Linked DNA regions of Mus musculus: region 2 is linked to region 1. Evidence: chromatin contacts called from public HiChIP or PLAC-seq data. All regions are on one chromosome and are shown on one strand. Each heading gives the region's core, a stretch centred on a gene start, on an enhancer-like site or on the middle of the called end of the contact. The rest is flanking DNA. Distances are from core to core; before and after follow the strand shown. Region 1 overlaps Gm33028 (a long non-coding RNA gene). Region 2 overlaps Bcas3 (breast carcinoma amplified sequence 3).

Region 1 (6,614 bases), core at 701-3,200:
TCATATGTGACTCCAGCCCCAGGGGAGGATCTGATGCCCTCTTCTGGTCTCTTTGTGTATCCAAACTTACTTACTTACGTACATACACACACACACACACACACTCTTTAAAAGAGAGAGAGATCCCAATTACTACTACTATGAACTACCTTATTCTGAACTCTTCTCTTTCTCTAATACTGGAGGGGAAACTGAGGCATGCAGCTGTGACTGAGGCAGCAAGTTTCCTGAAGACCACGCATTGCCTAGTTATTTCCTTCTCCAGGTGTGGTCCTGGCCGCCTGGGGCACTGGGAAGAGATGAAGGCATTCATTACAGCTGCAGAAGGAGCCAAGGGTCAGGCAGGCAGCTAAGGAGTTCACCTGTTTGTTGGAGCTGGTCCTGCATGAGAACGTGCAAGCTGGTTGGATGGGCTGACCTTGCCTCCTTCCTTATTATGGCCACTGAGGAAGAGAAAACTCTTTCATAACAAGTGACTGGGAAGTTAGTTCTCAGAAGTGTAGTTAAAGTTTAATGACACCTACATGGGATGGGTGGGAATGGGCTGGTTTCATTGGTAGGCCTGTGTACAGGCAGAAGGCTGCACATAGATGGAATCTGCACATGTTTAAAGTTTTGCTGTTTCCCTTCTTGAAATGTTTGGAGACAACAGTCTCTACATATTCACTGAGTTATCATTGAGTGGGGCAAGGGACAAGGGCAGATTGATCGTGTTTGCCTCCTGGCGGCATCTTGACCTCCCCAGGGTTATCAAAGGGCATCCGGGCAAATGGGAACGGCAGCCCCCTACATCGGCACACCTGCTTGGTCTCCGGAAATGCTTGCTCCCTATCCACCACATCTAGTGGCTCCAGGTCGGCCAAATCTAGCTCTCAAAGTCTGACTCTGTGCTTGTGACTTCCATCACACTGTCACCTGCTGCAAGCCAGAGTGGTCACCAACCTCTGTTGAGTGCTTGCTCAACAAAGTCTTGTCAGTGCTTGCTGCGGGTTGGGCCCTGGAATGCGGAGGATGTCGCCTGCCAGACTTTGGCTTGCAGTAATCTGGATCTGATATAGCAGGATGCCTAGGGCTGCAGGGGATAAGAGGCAGAGGAGGCCCCTGGTGGGAGCCAGGAAGGGGCCTGGGGGGTGGTGAAGGAATGCACCAGGAACCAGGTTGGAGCGATAGTTTTGTTATCTCCCCCACCCCACCCCCCACCTTCAGGGCAAAAACCAGCCCTAAGACCTTTCCTTGGAATTCTAAACCTCATTCCTCACTCAGAGGGGGTTACTTAAGGTGGACAGAGGCTGTTCGTGAAAGATAGGAGAAGCCTGACGTGGCGGCTCATTCCTCTAATTCCGGCACTTTGGAGACTCAGGCGGAGGTTTGTTCTGTGGATTTGAGGAAAGCCTGGACTATGTAGTGAATTCCAGAATAGTCAAAACTACAGAGCAAGACCTTGTTTTAACCCTTCCCCAAGAAAGAGAGAAGGGAAAAGGGAAGGAAGGAGAGACTGGGGTCGGAGTGGGGGTGGGGGTTGGGAGAGGGAGATGTTAGCACTCTGTCTAAGCTCCACCCCACGTTACCTGGCAACAGCCAGTTAGGCCTGACCCACTATAAAGGGGGCTGCTTGCCCCCTCCTCCCTCTCTTGTTTCTCTCTTGCCCTTTTGGGCAATTCCCTTCCCCCTCCTGTCCCTATTCCCTTCCCCCTCTCTCCACGTGTTCATGGCCCGCCTCTACTTCTCTACCTCTCTCTACCTTTTTCTGCCACTGCTACCCTCATGACTCCCCTCCCCTTGCCCTAAATAAACTCTATTCTATACTATATACTGTTGTGTGGCTGGTCCCTCAGGGGGAAGTGATACCTTGGCATGGGCCCACTGAGACAACCCCTTCCCCCACACTCACCCACACATCCATAGAACACATCTCCTCTCTCTTTATCTTTTTATAAACACATCAGGAGGGAGTCCCAGGTCTTTTAACACCTGCCTGGCAGATAGCTGTGTCTGCTCAGCTTGGAGTGGCGGCGTCTGTCTGGAAACCAGGTACTTTTCCTCTACTTCAATTCATAAGGTAGGTGGGAGAGGCAAGAATCACATCCATAATGAGCAGAGCAGCTCTGGGACAGAACCCTATGCTCAGGAGCTGCCTGGGTCCCATGCAAGTTGTGCACTGTGGCTGGCCTTCCTCAGGCAAGCTTCCTTGTCTTCCGATTCCAGTTCAAACCAATGGCTTAGAGACTTGTAAGGATGCGTTCTGAACTCCACGTGGGGAGCTGAGCAGAGGGGCGAGGCGTTTCAGCACCACAGGGTGGACAGCACTCCTGGGGAGACTTGAGAAGCCTTCTGCGGCGATAGCTGCCGGCCTCCTGCGCCTCCTTCCGCCCTTTTCATCCGGATCTTCACCCAGGTTTATCCCTGCGGAGAGATCGTCTCCTCCCCGCAGAGTTATCCTGCAGGCTTCAACACCAGAGGTTGACGAGGTCCTGGAGCTGTGTGTACTCAGAGTATCATGAATAAAGAGTGCAAGAAGTGGGGAGAGGGCCAAAGTTCCCCGGGGTGGGGGTGGGGGACGGGAGGGGAGGGGGAGCTGCGAGCAGAGCCCTAGTTCCCCGCAGCAGTTTGTTGATTCTCTTGGAATTACAGCGTAGACTTTGTGGATCCTCAGGCTCTTGCAAATCCAGGCCTACAAACAAGCTCACTCTAATCTTTGGCTCCAGGTTAAAAAGTCAAGGAAGCACCTGGAGGGAACTACGGAACTCTGAGGGCTGTTTGAGCTAGCTGGCCCCGTTCCCTGGGAGCCCTGTGGAAGGTCCTCTGCAGGGTTAAGATGACAACCCTCCTTCTGCACAGAAGTCTCCTCTGAGAATCACAACAGCTGGGAGATGTGGGCCCACAGTTCCCGTGGGATCACAGAGTGGGTGGCCAACAGCTCCAAGCTAGACAGCCAGCGCAGCTAGGAGCAGGACTGGAATCCAGTACTCTGAATCTGCTCCTTGTTTTCCAAAACTGTCTGTCTCTCCAGGATCAATGGTTCCTACTTCCTAAGGAGCGTGACAGACAACCAAGAAGCCTGCAGAGACACCACACAGTGTGTCCCTGAGACCCTTAGACTCAGTAGTTGAAAACAGGGTATACTTGGGGTTAGTGGCTGGCAATTTATGTCTTTAGTGTTTCCTTCTGACTCTTGGGAACGGGTACAGGGTTGGGACTTGTTAGTTGGGACTTGTCCAGAACCAGGCACTGGACACAGGCTTGTGGACTTCTTCCAAAGCGTGTTTATGCAACGTGAGGAAATTGTCAGGGACAAATCACACCCAGAAGGTGTGGACTTCAGCCTGGAGGAGGCAAGGTGAGAGACCCTGTTATCTCTAGAAAGTGGGACAGGGCAGGCCAAGCTTCCTGGGGCTAGTAGGATATATTGGAGAGGGGCTCAGTCCTGTGGGACCTACATTTCCCACCAACAATGGCAGATATTTCCTTCTTGGGAGAACCTAGTCCTAATTCCCACTTGCTGCTCAGAGTGTGTGTTCTCTTGCCAGGAAGAGGCATACAGCCCAGAACCCAGAGCCAAGGCTTGTACTGTGAGGTACAGGAAGCAGAGGGCAAGAGGTTGCTAAGGGAGCTGTAGGTTGTTAAGCGATTGTTGAAGTGATCACCAAAGGTGTCACATGTTTTTGTTGTTTGTTTGTTTTGAGACAGGGTTTCACTGTGTAGCCCTGGCTGTCCTGGAACTCACTCTGTAGACCAGGCTGGCCTTGAACTCAGAAACCTGCCTGCCTCTGCCTCCCAACGGCTGGGATTAAAGGTGTGCGCCACCACTGCCCAGCTGGTGTCACATATTTTGAGAAGGGCTGGGATTAAAGGAGTGTGCCACCACTGCCCAGCTGGTGTCACATATTTTGAGAGCAGTGGAGTTTAAAAGACAGTAGCTGCCTTCTTCATGGACAGTCTCAGAGATGTATGGGGGAGTAAGCCCTGCAGGGGAGCCCTCAGCTGGTGGTTTCCTGGGTTCAATCACACTTCATTTTTGTTTAGCTTTTTTATTTTAGTGTTTGTTTTTGCTTGTTTGTTTCTTTCAAGACAGGTTTTCTTTGTGTGTTGTAGAAAGTTTTTTTGGGGGCTGGTGAGATGGCTCAGTGGGTTAGAGCACCCGACTGCTCTTCCGAAGGTCCAGAGTTCAAATCCCAGCAACCACATGGTGGCTCACAACCATCCGTAAAGAGATCTGACTCCCTCTTCTGGAGTGTCTGAAGACAGCTACAATGTACTTACATATAATAAATAAATAAATCTTTAAAAAAAAAAAAGAAAGTTTTTTTGGTTTTTTTTTTGGGGGGGGGTTTCTTTTTGGTTTTTCGAGACAGGGTTTCTCTGTATAGCCCTGGCTGTCCTGGAACTCACTTTGTAGACCAGGGTGGCCTCGAACTCAAAAATCCACCTGCCTCTGCCTCCCAAGTGCTGGGATTAAAGGCGTGAGCCACCACGCCCGGCAGAAAGTTTTAATCTCAATCTGGTGTTTCTACCCTGACTTTGATCATTCAGCTCCTGGATAAAAAACACACAACTTTTATTATTTACAATAAGCCTTAAACAGCACAAGAACTGGGCAGCTATCTACCCTCTATGCTATTAGAATCTACTTTCTTATCGATAACCCTGAGTTACTACTTACTATGTTTCATCTGGGCTGCTCTTAACTCTAATTGGCCGGCCCTCAGGGCCAGGTTTTCATGAACTCATCTAACCCATGGCTGCTTCTCCTCCTCTCCTCTCCTCTCCATCCCCTACGCCCCCATCTCTCCTCCCCAACCAGGACACTCCAAACCCACCTACCTCTAATTCCTCTAGTAATTGGCTGTAGCCAATTTTATTTAACCGAATAGTTTTAAATCAAGGAACAAGGTTTGATAACAAAAGCTTGTGAACAGAAGTCAATGTATGCCTAGACCTTAGGGTACAGAGTTTAATGGGCTGGAGAGATGGCTCAGTGGTTAAGAGCACTGGCTGCTCTTCCAGACGTCCTGAGTTCAATTCCCAGCAACCACATGGTGGCTCACAACCATCTGGAATGGGATCAGATACCCTCTTCTAGTGTGTCTGAAGAGAACAAGATATGTATAAAATAAGTGAGTACATCTTTTTTTTTTTTTTTGAGACAGAGTTTCTCTGTATATCCCTGGCTGTCCTGGAACTCAACTTTGTAAACCAGGCTGGCCTCGAACTCAGAAATCCACCTGCTTCTGCCTCCCGAGTGCTGGGATTAAAGGTGTATGCCACCACACCCTGCTGAATACATCTTTTTTTTTTTTTTTAATTAGCTTTATAATACATAGCAATAGACCAGACCTTTGTTCTGGAAGTCTGTAGACCAGGCTAGCCTCAAACTCACAGAGATCTGCCTGTCTCTGCCTCTTGAGTGCTGGAATCAAAGGCTTGTGCCACCACTGGCCAGCTTTGAGCTAAACAAAAAGTCTCAAGTAATCCAGGCTGACCTCAAACTCACTATGTGCCCAAGAAAAACCTTGAACTTCTGAGCCTTCTGCCTCCATCTCCCATGCACCTGCAGGAGTATACAACCATGCAGGGCCTCATAGATGCTAGGCATAGTCTGCCTACTGAGCTGCACCCCAGTTCCCCTGACTCTATTCCTAGGGCCTCCTGATACGCGTGGCAGGGATTTCTGTCCTTCGAGTGTGTATCAAAAGCCCTGAGGCCCAGGCCATCCTTGGGGCTCTCTCCTGCCCCTCACATTTGCAGTTGGATTTAATTTTTTGAGTCTTGAATCTATGAATCTAGACATTTCTGAGAGGCAGTTGCTTACCTGGGACCCAAGGAGCAGAAGCAGAAATGTCAGAAATAAGAGAAGGCATAGTGGGGTCATCTTCTCATCAGGAGCTGGAAACAAACCTGCTGAATATAACACAATGGGTTAATTGCAGTTTCCAGTTATTGACCAAGTGCTACACGTCCCTTCCAGACAAAACGCTGTGTCACATGAGCCATTCCATTCAATGCTTTCAGTCACTGTGACCTACATGCTCCGATGACGCCCATCACATGTGCAGCTGGTGGGAGTTCCATCACTTCAGGCCACAGCGAGAGAAGCAAAAGCTACAATTTGAACCCGTGCTTTCTGACGTCAGCTGCCTCTTGGATGCTTTCCCAGCTTTGCAGACATTTTTCTTGGTGGAGCCTCGATCCTCAAACTTGCCTGGGCCTTGGGATCAAGACAAACCTCTGAGGAAGAATGCAGAGTGGAAGGCCGTAGGAGAGTCAGGCCCGGTATAGAGGGTGGGTGAGAGCCTTGGGGGTGAGATAGAGAGCTAGAGGGGAGGGCCTCCCCCAAACTTTCAAAGTCCTCTCCAGATTGGACACTCATGAGAAGGTGGCTTCCTCCAGGTCCTCAGGTCTCTTGTCTGTATGTGTGGACTTTGTAGGTGAGAGCCAGTGGCTGACCTGGGAGTCCAAAGGAAGCCCATGCAGATACAGGCCTGGGGATATTGGTGAGATGTCGGGACAGGAGCTACCGTAAGTCCATGCAGTGTGGGTCATTGCAAAACAGAGCCCTTAACTGGGGGGTTGCAAGGACCGTGGCTATTTCACTCAGTGCTGGCCCCTGCCAGACA
Region 2 (7,264 bases), core at 2,504-5,003, 420 kb before region 1:
ACATACACAAAACAATTGATATATTGTTAACATTTGCTATGGTTGCACATGCCTTTAATCCCAGCACTCAGAGGCAAAGGCAATTGAATCTCTGTGAGTTTGAATATAGCCTGCCTTACAGAGTCCAGGATAGCCAAGGCTACAAAGAGAAATGCTGTCTCAAAAAAACAAAAAAAACAAAAAAACAACTTTTCTCCCAAATCTCGGTTTACTCCCCTATAAATTAGAAAACAGAGAAACAACCCCATTGAACAGGATCACATTGAATAAAACTGAGGCCTGCATGTACCATGAATCCCACAACTGCTGCTACTTGCCTCTCATTCTACCTAACTCTCAATAAGGCCTTAATAATGTGTAAAGATTACTAACCCCAGCACTGAGGAGGCAGAAACAGGCGGGTCTCTGTGAGTTTAAGGCCAGCCTGGTCTACATAGGGAGTTCCAGGACAGCCAGGGCTACAAAGAGAAACCCTGTCTCAAAAAACATAACAATAATAATAACAATAGTAGTCATAGTAGTAGTGTATAAACACATCTGCAGAGCGTATGCTGGGCAGTCAGGTTGCCCCTTCTGTATACTCACAGGGATGCCCCAGACCTGCATTCCGTCACTGTAGCCGATCATAACCAGCAGAGGAGGCTCATTTCCAGTGCTATGCAGTTCATGAAATTCTAGATTCCGTGATGTGTCTGCATTAGGATTAACAAAGAAACAAAATAAAAAGACAGCATGAACCAAGAAAACTACTTTTTAGCCCTATTAATGTTTAGCTTGGGTTAAGAGAATAGAAAGCACGGCACAGTGGTTAAGAGCACATGCTGCTCTTCCAGAGTTGGGGTCCCAGCACCGACATCAGTCAGCCAGTAACTGCACCCGCAGAGCATCCAAAGCCTCTGAGGTCTGGGGCAATGCACATGCACTGACAAAGCTACACATAACACTTTTCTTTAGGGCTGGTGAGATGGCTCAGCAGGTAAGAGCACCTGACTGCTCTTCCGAAGGTCCAGAGTTCAAGTCCCAGCAACCACATGGTGGCTCACAACCATCCGTAACAAGATCTGACTCCCTCTTCTGGTGTGTCTGAAGACAGCTACAGTGTGCTTACATACAATAATAAATAAATCTTTAAAAAAAAAAAACACTTTTCTTTAATTTTTTAAAAAGTTCAGAGGCCAAAATGACATCTCTGGCCTACAAGTCAAGCAGGTAAGGAGGCTGAAGCAGGAAGATCACCAGAGCCAACCTGGACTACATAGCAAATTCTAAGCCACACTAGCTACACCATGACTCTTGGTTTGGTTCTACATTTTGTAGCACTGGAGATTGAACCCTCACATGTGCTAGGCAAACGTGCAAATGCTCAACTGTAACCCCAACGTGCTTTTTCCTTTTTGGGTGTGAGAAAGATACCCAAATTGCATAGGCTAGCTTTGGGATAAGGTGCACAGGTTGATTCATAGTAGCATTATTTGTAAACAGCCAAAAGATGAAAACAATACCAACATTCACCAAAGGAATAATAGTTGGACCATGATACATAGATAAAATGGAATTCCATCAAAGAAAAGTAATGAATTTCTACAGACTACACTGTACAGAGGACTCACACAGACACACTAGGCAAAGAAGCCAGGCAAAAGACAATAGTAATGAAAGACTTCTGAACATTCAGGTAGCAACAGAATGTTTTGGGTTTTGGTTTTTAGTTGGAGAGAGGGGTGTTTCTCCTGTAGCCCTGGGTGTTCTGGAGGCCCCTATGTAAAGCAGGCTGGCCTGGAACTCACAGACCCTTCTGCTTCCCTGCAATGCTGGGATTAAAGGCGTGGACCACTACTCTGGGTTAACAATGTACTTTTCAAAAACACTAAATTTTGTTTGTTTTCCTGTTCTTTTGAGACAAAGTCTAACTCAGGCTGGCCTGAAACTTGCTGTGTAGCTGAAAAACATCCTTTGTCTCATGTTACTTTCCTGTTGGTCTGATAAATTCTATGACAACAGGAGAAAGGGGCTATAGTTCCCAGTTCAAGGAATAGTGGATGGAGGCAGGAGATCAAGCAGCTGCTCACATCTGACCTTGGCAGGAAGCAGAGAGGGAAGAACTTGTCCAGCTGCTCACTCCCTTCTCCTGGAGCCCTTAGGGAAGGAATGACCTGCCTAGAATTAGCTAACCAAGAGAAGCCTCACTGATGACAATGACCAACCCCAGTTGCCTGTGCTGGCTAACAATGGATGGACGCTCTGCTCTAACTGCTAACAATCAAGCTAAAAGCCAAGTTGAAGGAGATAACAGCCAAATTCTTCCTTTCATTGACTCCTTATTAAACACCGAAATGCAAGCTAAGCCCAGGAAGGCAATCCTGGAGTGCCACCACTCTGTGGGCTAAGGATGTGGTGAACTGGTAGCTGATACAAAGCCACCTCAGGGTCTGTATTCAGTTCCCAGGTCCAAGTATGTTATTTTGGATCTGTCCCCATTGAGGGGAGGGGCCAGTGAGGCGGCTAGGTAGGAGAAGGGCACTAGCTGCCAAGCCTAAAGACCTGGGTTTGACCAACATGGTGGAAGTTGTTCTCTGACCTCCACACTTCAGAGAGTTACATACAGGAGTAATTCACTTGTGATGTCTTCCCACCTTTCTAGTCTCTGTTCTGGCCACCTGAACATTTTTTACTTTATGAATGGAGAAATAAATCCTACTGAAACCTTTAATTGTATCTCTTATAAATATTAATAAAATAAAAACAAGACAAAACTACAAGGAAAAAATACAGTAGACCAGCATGACAAAGAGAAATTAAAACCACAATGTCCTTCCAAAAACTCAGATCAGGCCAGGCAGTGGTGGCTCACGCATTTAATCCCAGCACTTGGGAGGCAGAGGCAGGAGGATTTCTGAGTTCGAAGCCTGCCTGGTCTACAAAGTGAGTTCCAGAACAGCCAGGGCTACACAGAGAAACCCTGTCTGGAAAAAAAAAAAAAAAAAAAAAAAAAAAGCCACTCAACTCAGGGCTGTAACTCCATTCCAGAGGACCTGCCGAGCTTGCTGATTCAGCTGCTAGGGGCAATGACTGCCCACATGTCAGCCCCCACATGGCAGCTCACAACCTTTTGTAACTCCAGCCCCAGTGGATCCGATGCCCTCTTCTGGCCACTTGGCCTTGCCCATTAGTGCTGTAGGAACAGAGATTCAGGCAACACTCATACACATAAATCTAAAGAAAACCTTTTGTAAAAAGTGAAAAGGAGGGCAATCCAAAATCCTCACACAGGGCCTGCACAGACATTTCTCTAAAGACATCCATTAGACATCTCCTTTGATGTAGCCAAGCTCAGCACCAAACCGGTGACTGAATGTCTGTGAGAGCATGTCACCGTGTCACAACTATGCAGCTTGAGGTGTTAGGGCAAATTTAGAACAATTCAGCAGAATTTCATGGGAATTTTAAGAATTTCATTCTTTGTTTTGTTTGTTTGTTATTTTTTGTTTTTCGAGACAGGGTTTCTCTGTGTATCTCTGGCTGTCCTGGAACTCACTCTGTAGACCAGGCTGGCCTCGAACTCAGAAATTCCCCTGCCTCTGCCTCCCTCTGGGATTAAAGGCCCTGCTTGGCAGCTGAGAGCAGCAGCACACTACCCTCCCTCTACAGACCCCAAGGTTACTTGAACTCCAGCCCTGCAGTGCTCCACAGGGATCAGAGCACCAGGAAGCTACTGTGTGACTAACAGGCTGAGGCAAGCAGCGTGGATATGGAGACAAAGGGTGACTCACAGCTCAGGCAGAAGAGAAAAGGCTGGGGCAGGACGGCACAAGATTCCATCAGCCTACTCAGACCAGCACACAATTGTAAAGGCTACACTTTTTGTTTCAGGAATATGCTACTGAATACCTTTAGACATTGGTAGCTGAAACCTTGGAGAGCAATGCCACACTAAGAGAAGGTGCTCTGCATACAAGTAAGCAGTATGCACTCGGTATTGTTCACAAAGGAAACAAATCAAAACTACAGCTCAAACCCTGTAAGATGGCTTCATTATAAAACAACACATGTGAGGGGGTACTGGCTGCTTTTCCAAAGGACCCAGGTTCAATTCCCAGCACCCACATGACAGCTCCCAACTGTGTGTAACACCAGTTCCAGGGGATCTGACATCCTCATACACACATACAAGAATAGCAATGTATATAAAATAAATAAGTCATTTAAAATAAATAAATAAAATGGTACATGCAGAATGTACTGAAATCTGAGGAGCTAGCAGTGCAGGGCAGTTACACACCAGACTGTGCCTCTCTTACTTAATGACCTGGAGATTCAATCACCAATGTCAAGAAAATACCCTTGTGCATTGCCATTAGGAACCTATTATACTGGAAAGGCACTATAGCATAGTGGTTCCTTTAAGAATTAACATTGGAATTACCACATGGATTCCAGCAATTTCCCTTCTAGTTATAAGCCAGACAGAAACAGTCTTGACACAGACACCAATGGCTATTCACATAATTACAAGCTGGAGGGAGCCTTGTGAACAAGCATATCCCACTAGCTGCTCGGGGGACTGAGGATGGATGACTGTAGCAGGTTAAAGGCCAGCCCGGACTACAATGTGAGTTATGGCCAATGGTCAATTTAGTGAGTCCTTTCCTCAAAATGAAAAATCAGTCCAGTGCTGAAGATGTACCTCAGTTGTTAAATGCTTGGCTGGCACACAGACGTCTAACATCCATTCCTTGCACCCCAAAAAGGGGGCAGAAGAATCAAAAGTTCAAGGTCATCAACTACTTTACTCAAGTTTCAGGATAGTCTGTCTGGACCACACCTGTCTCAAAAACAGTTTGTCCACTTGGAACACATGTTTACTTCCTGTACAGAGAAGTACAGTTAGGTGAAACTCTGTGACTTACTGGCCAGAACGCACTACATACTGAGTCCCAAGCCAACCAGCAAATTCAGTACTTGGGAAATAGAGGCATGAAGAGCAGGAGGCCAAACCCAGGCTGATCCATATGACACCCTGCCTCAAAAAATGAAGAAGTAAAAGGAATTCTAGGGCACAGCTCAGTGTGGTCCACTACACAGCACACACAGCTCAGTATGGTCCACTACACAGCATGCACACTGCTCTTGGTTCACTGACCAACAGTTTTTAAAAAAACGGCACATAACTCAGGTTTCTGAGGAGGCCGGGGAAAAAGACTTGTTTGTTTGAGGTCAGGAGTCTAATATTATCCTGAGCAATCCCAGTTTACTATAGTAAGTGGATGGTGGCATGCACACAGTGGGATATTAGTCAACCTTTAAAAAGAAGCAAGGACATTCTGACATATGCTCCATTGTGGGTAAACAGCGAACATGAAACCATTTCTATGAGATGCCTACATAAGTCAGTCATAACGAAAGTAGAAGGGCTGGAGAGATGGCTCAGGGTCTAATAGGACAGGCTGCTCTTTCAGGGAACTGAGGTCTTATTTCCAGCATTCACTTGGTGGCTGACAACATCTGTCACTCTACTTAGAGGGGATCACACTCCCTCTTCTAGCCTCCATGGTGCACAGACACACATGAAGGAAAGCACACATCCACACAAAATAACTTTCTTTAAAGAAGAAAATAGGATGGTGGTTAGAAGGACTGGGCATGAGGATCCAGAACACACTTTAAGAAATCTAGTTTGGGCCGGGTGTGGTGGTGCATGCCTTTAATCCCAGCACTCGGGAGGCAGAGGCAGGCGGATTTCTGAGTTCGAGGCCAGCCTGGTCTACAAATTGAGTTCCACTGTCTCGGAAAAAAAGAGAGAGAGAGAGAGAGAAAGAAATCTAGTTTATTCCCCAGATGAAAATGCTCTAAGACTGATGACCACCGACTGCAATGGTTATACACAACAGCACGGCTGGTTTCCAGACGGGTCTTACTATGCCCCAGACTCACCTCCAACTAGGGATCCTCCTACCTCCGCCTGTGAGCCCTGAGATGATAAGCATGTGCTACTATTCCCAGCCAAAGATGAATTTATTTAGTATAAGCAAAATAGCCTGACTGAACTTGGGGTTCCCTTTCTAAAATCAGGTCAGCCCCAAAAGAGCATTTAATATACACATCCCAGAAAAGTTAGTCATACCGTTCAGATCTGCATTCTCAAATCTGACCCAGACTATCTTCTCCTTTTCTTCTGTTAGGGGAGACCCACTGTAAGCCTGCAAATTAAACAGAAATGTTTTCATTAAAATACAGTACAACTCTAAAACCACAGAAGTTCAAAGCAAAAGATGACACCAACGCAACTAATTCTATCCCTCTCTGTCCCTCCCTGCTGCTGACCAGCACAGTGTGGAATGTCATTACTCCAAGAATGCCTGTCCAGGAATAATATCAAAGGCAAGTTCTTAACCTCCACAGAATCACAGATGCCTAAATACACTGATCATAATAAGCCATCCATTACCATCTCTTCTCATCAATAAGGCTTACAGAGTAACCAAACTCTACCCAACACCTACACTTCTCAAGAATATGGCTTTTTTAGTCAGCTACCTGGCTTTCACACCCAAAGAAGCAGTTAATTCTTGTAAGACTGCTAGAATCAGGAGGATAAGCATTCATGGATAGAGTGGTATCAATAACCATCAGTGTACAAAAGAACTCATCTCTCCACAAAAAGCACATTCCCATTTACAACGCTCAGGAGGGCTGGAGATGTAGCTCAGTAGGTGCTTATCTATCTTCCAGGAAGCCCTGGGCTTGACTCCTGGTGCTACATAAAACCAGGGCTGGAAGCGAGGAGACACGAGGAGCAAACAAGTTCAAGATCATTCTGGGCTGCACAGAAACTCTGTCTCAAAACACACACACATACACACACACACACATTAAGATCATATAGAGGAAGCTGGGCAGTGGTGGCACACACCTTTAATCCAGCACTTGGGAGGCAGAGGCAGGAGGATTTCTGGGTTCAAGGCCAGCCTGGTCTACAGAGTTAGTTCCAGGACAGCCAGGGCTACAGAGAGAAACCGTTTCGAAAAACAAAACAAAAAACAAAAAGAAAACTTGCCAGAAATGAACAAGACCCTAGGTTGATCCCTAGTACAAAAAAATAAACTGTGTGTCTGTGCATGTGGGTGTGCGTTTGTCTTCCTCAAGAGCCACCTTATTTGAGTTCTTTAAAAAAAATTTAAATAATTAATCAATTTTACACTCCATCATATTTTATCCCCCACCCCACCCCATCCACCTCCCACTGTTCCACCTCCTCCCCACCCCC

What was found. HiChIP or PLAC-seq counts read pairs in DNA pulled down with a chosen protein or histone mark.
Region 2: a contact with region 1 is called in an H3K27ac HiChIP or PLAC-seq map of extraembryonic endoderm stem cells, with 2.3 times the contacts expected there. The contact joins two enhancer-like sites. A contact is called at or near these places in 1 of 115 datasets of contacts at active chromatin or transcription factors (extraembryonic endoderm stem cells) and 1 of 9 other capture datasets (embryonic stem cells).

Annotation. Positions count from the first base shown.
Region 1 is chr11:84,939,812-84,946,425 of GRCm38.p6, reverse strand. It overlaps Gm33028 (a long non-coding RNA gene), which reads right to left. Exons shown (of 3, transcript XR_388934.3): 1 at 6,024-6,614; 2 at 5,810-5,895; 3 at 2,571-3,323. Gm32917 (a long non-coding RNA gene) reads left to right here. Exons shown (of 5, transcript XR_003949581.1): 3 at 1-1,366; 4 at 1,947-2,031; 5 at 2,206-2,535. Among named protein-coding and RNA genes, the nearest start is that of Gm33028, 3.4 kb to the right of the region's middle. Within about 2 kb of position 1,950, at least 47 of the 459 cell types and tissues checked have an H3K27ac peak or open chromatin away from gene starts, as enhancers often do. A contact at or near this core is called in extraembryonic endoderm stem cells, where this site is marked.
Region 2 is chr11:85,364,485-85,371,748 of GRCm38.p6, reverse strand. It overlaps Bcas3 (breast carcinoma amplified sequence 3), which reads right to left. Exons shown (of 24, transcript NM_001166643.1): 4 at 6,122-6,197; 5 at 586-692. Among named protein-coding and RNA genes, the nearest start is that of Bcas3, 15 kb to the right of the region's middle. Within about 2 kb of position 3,753, at least 77 of the 459 cell types and tissues checked have an H3K27ac peak or open chromatin away from gene starts, as enhancers often do. A contact at or near this core is called in extraembryonic endoderm stem cells, where this site is marked.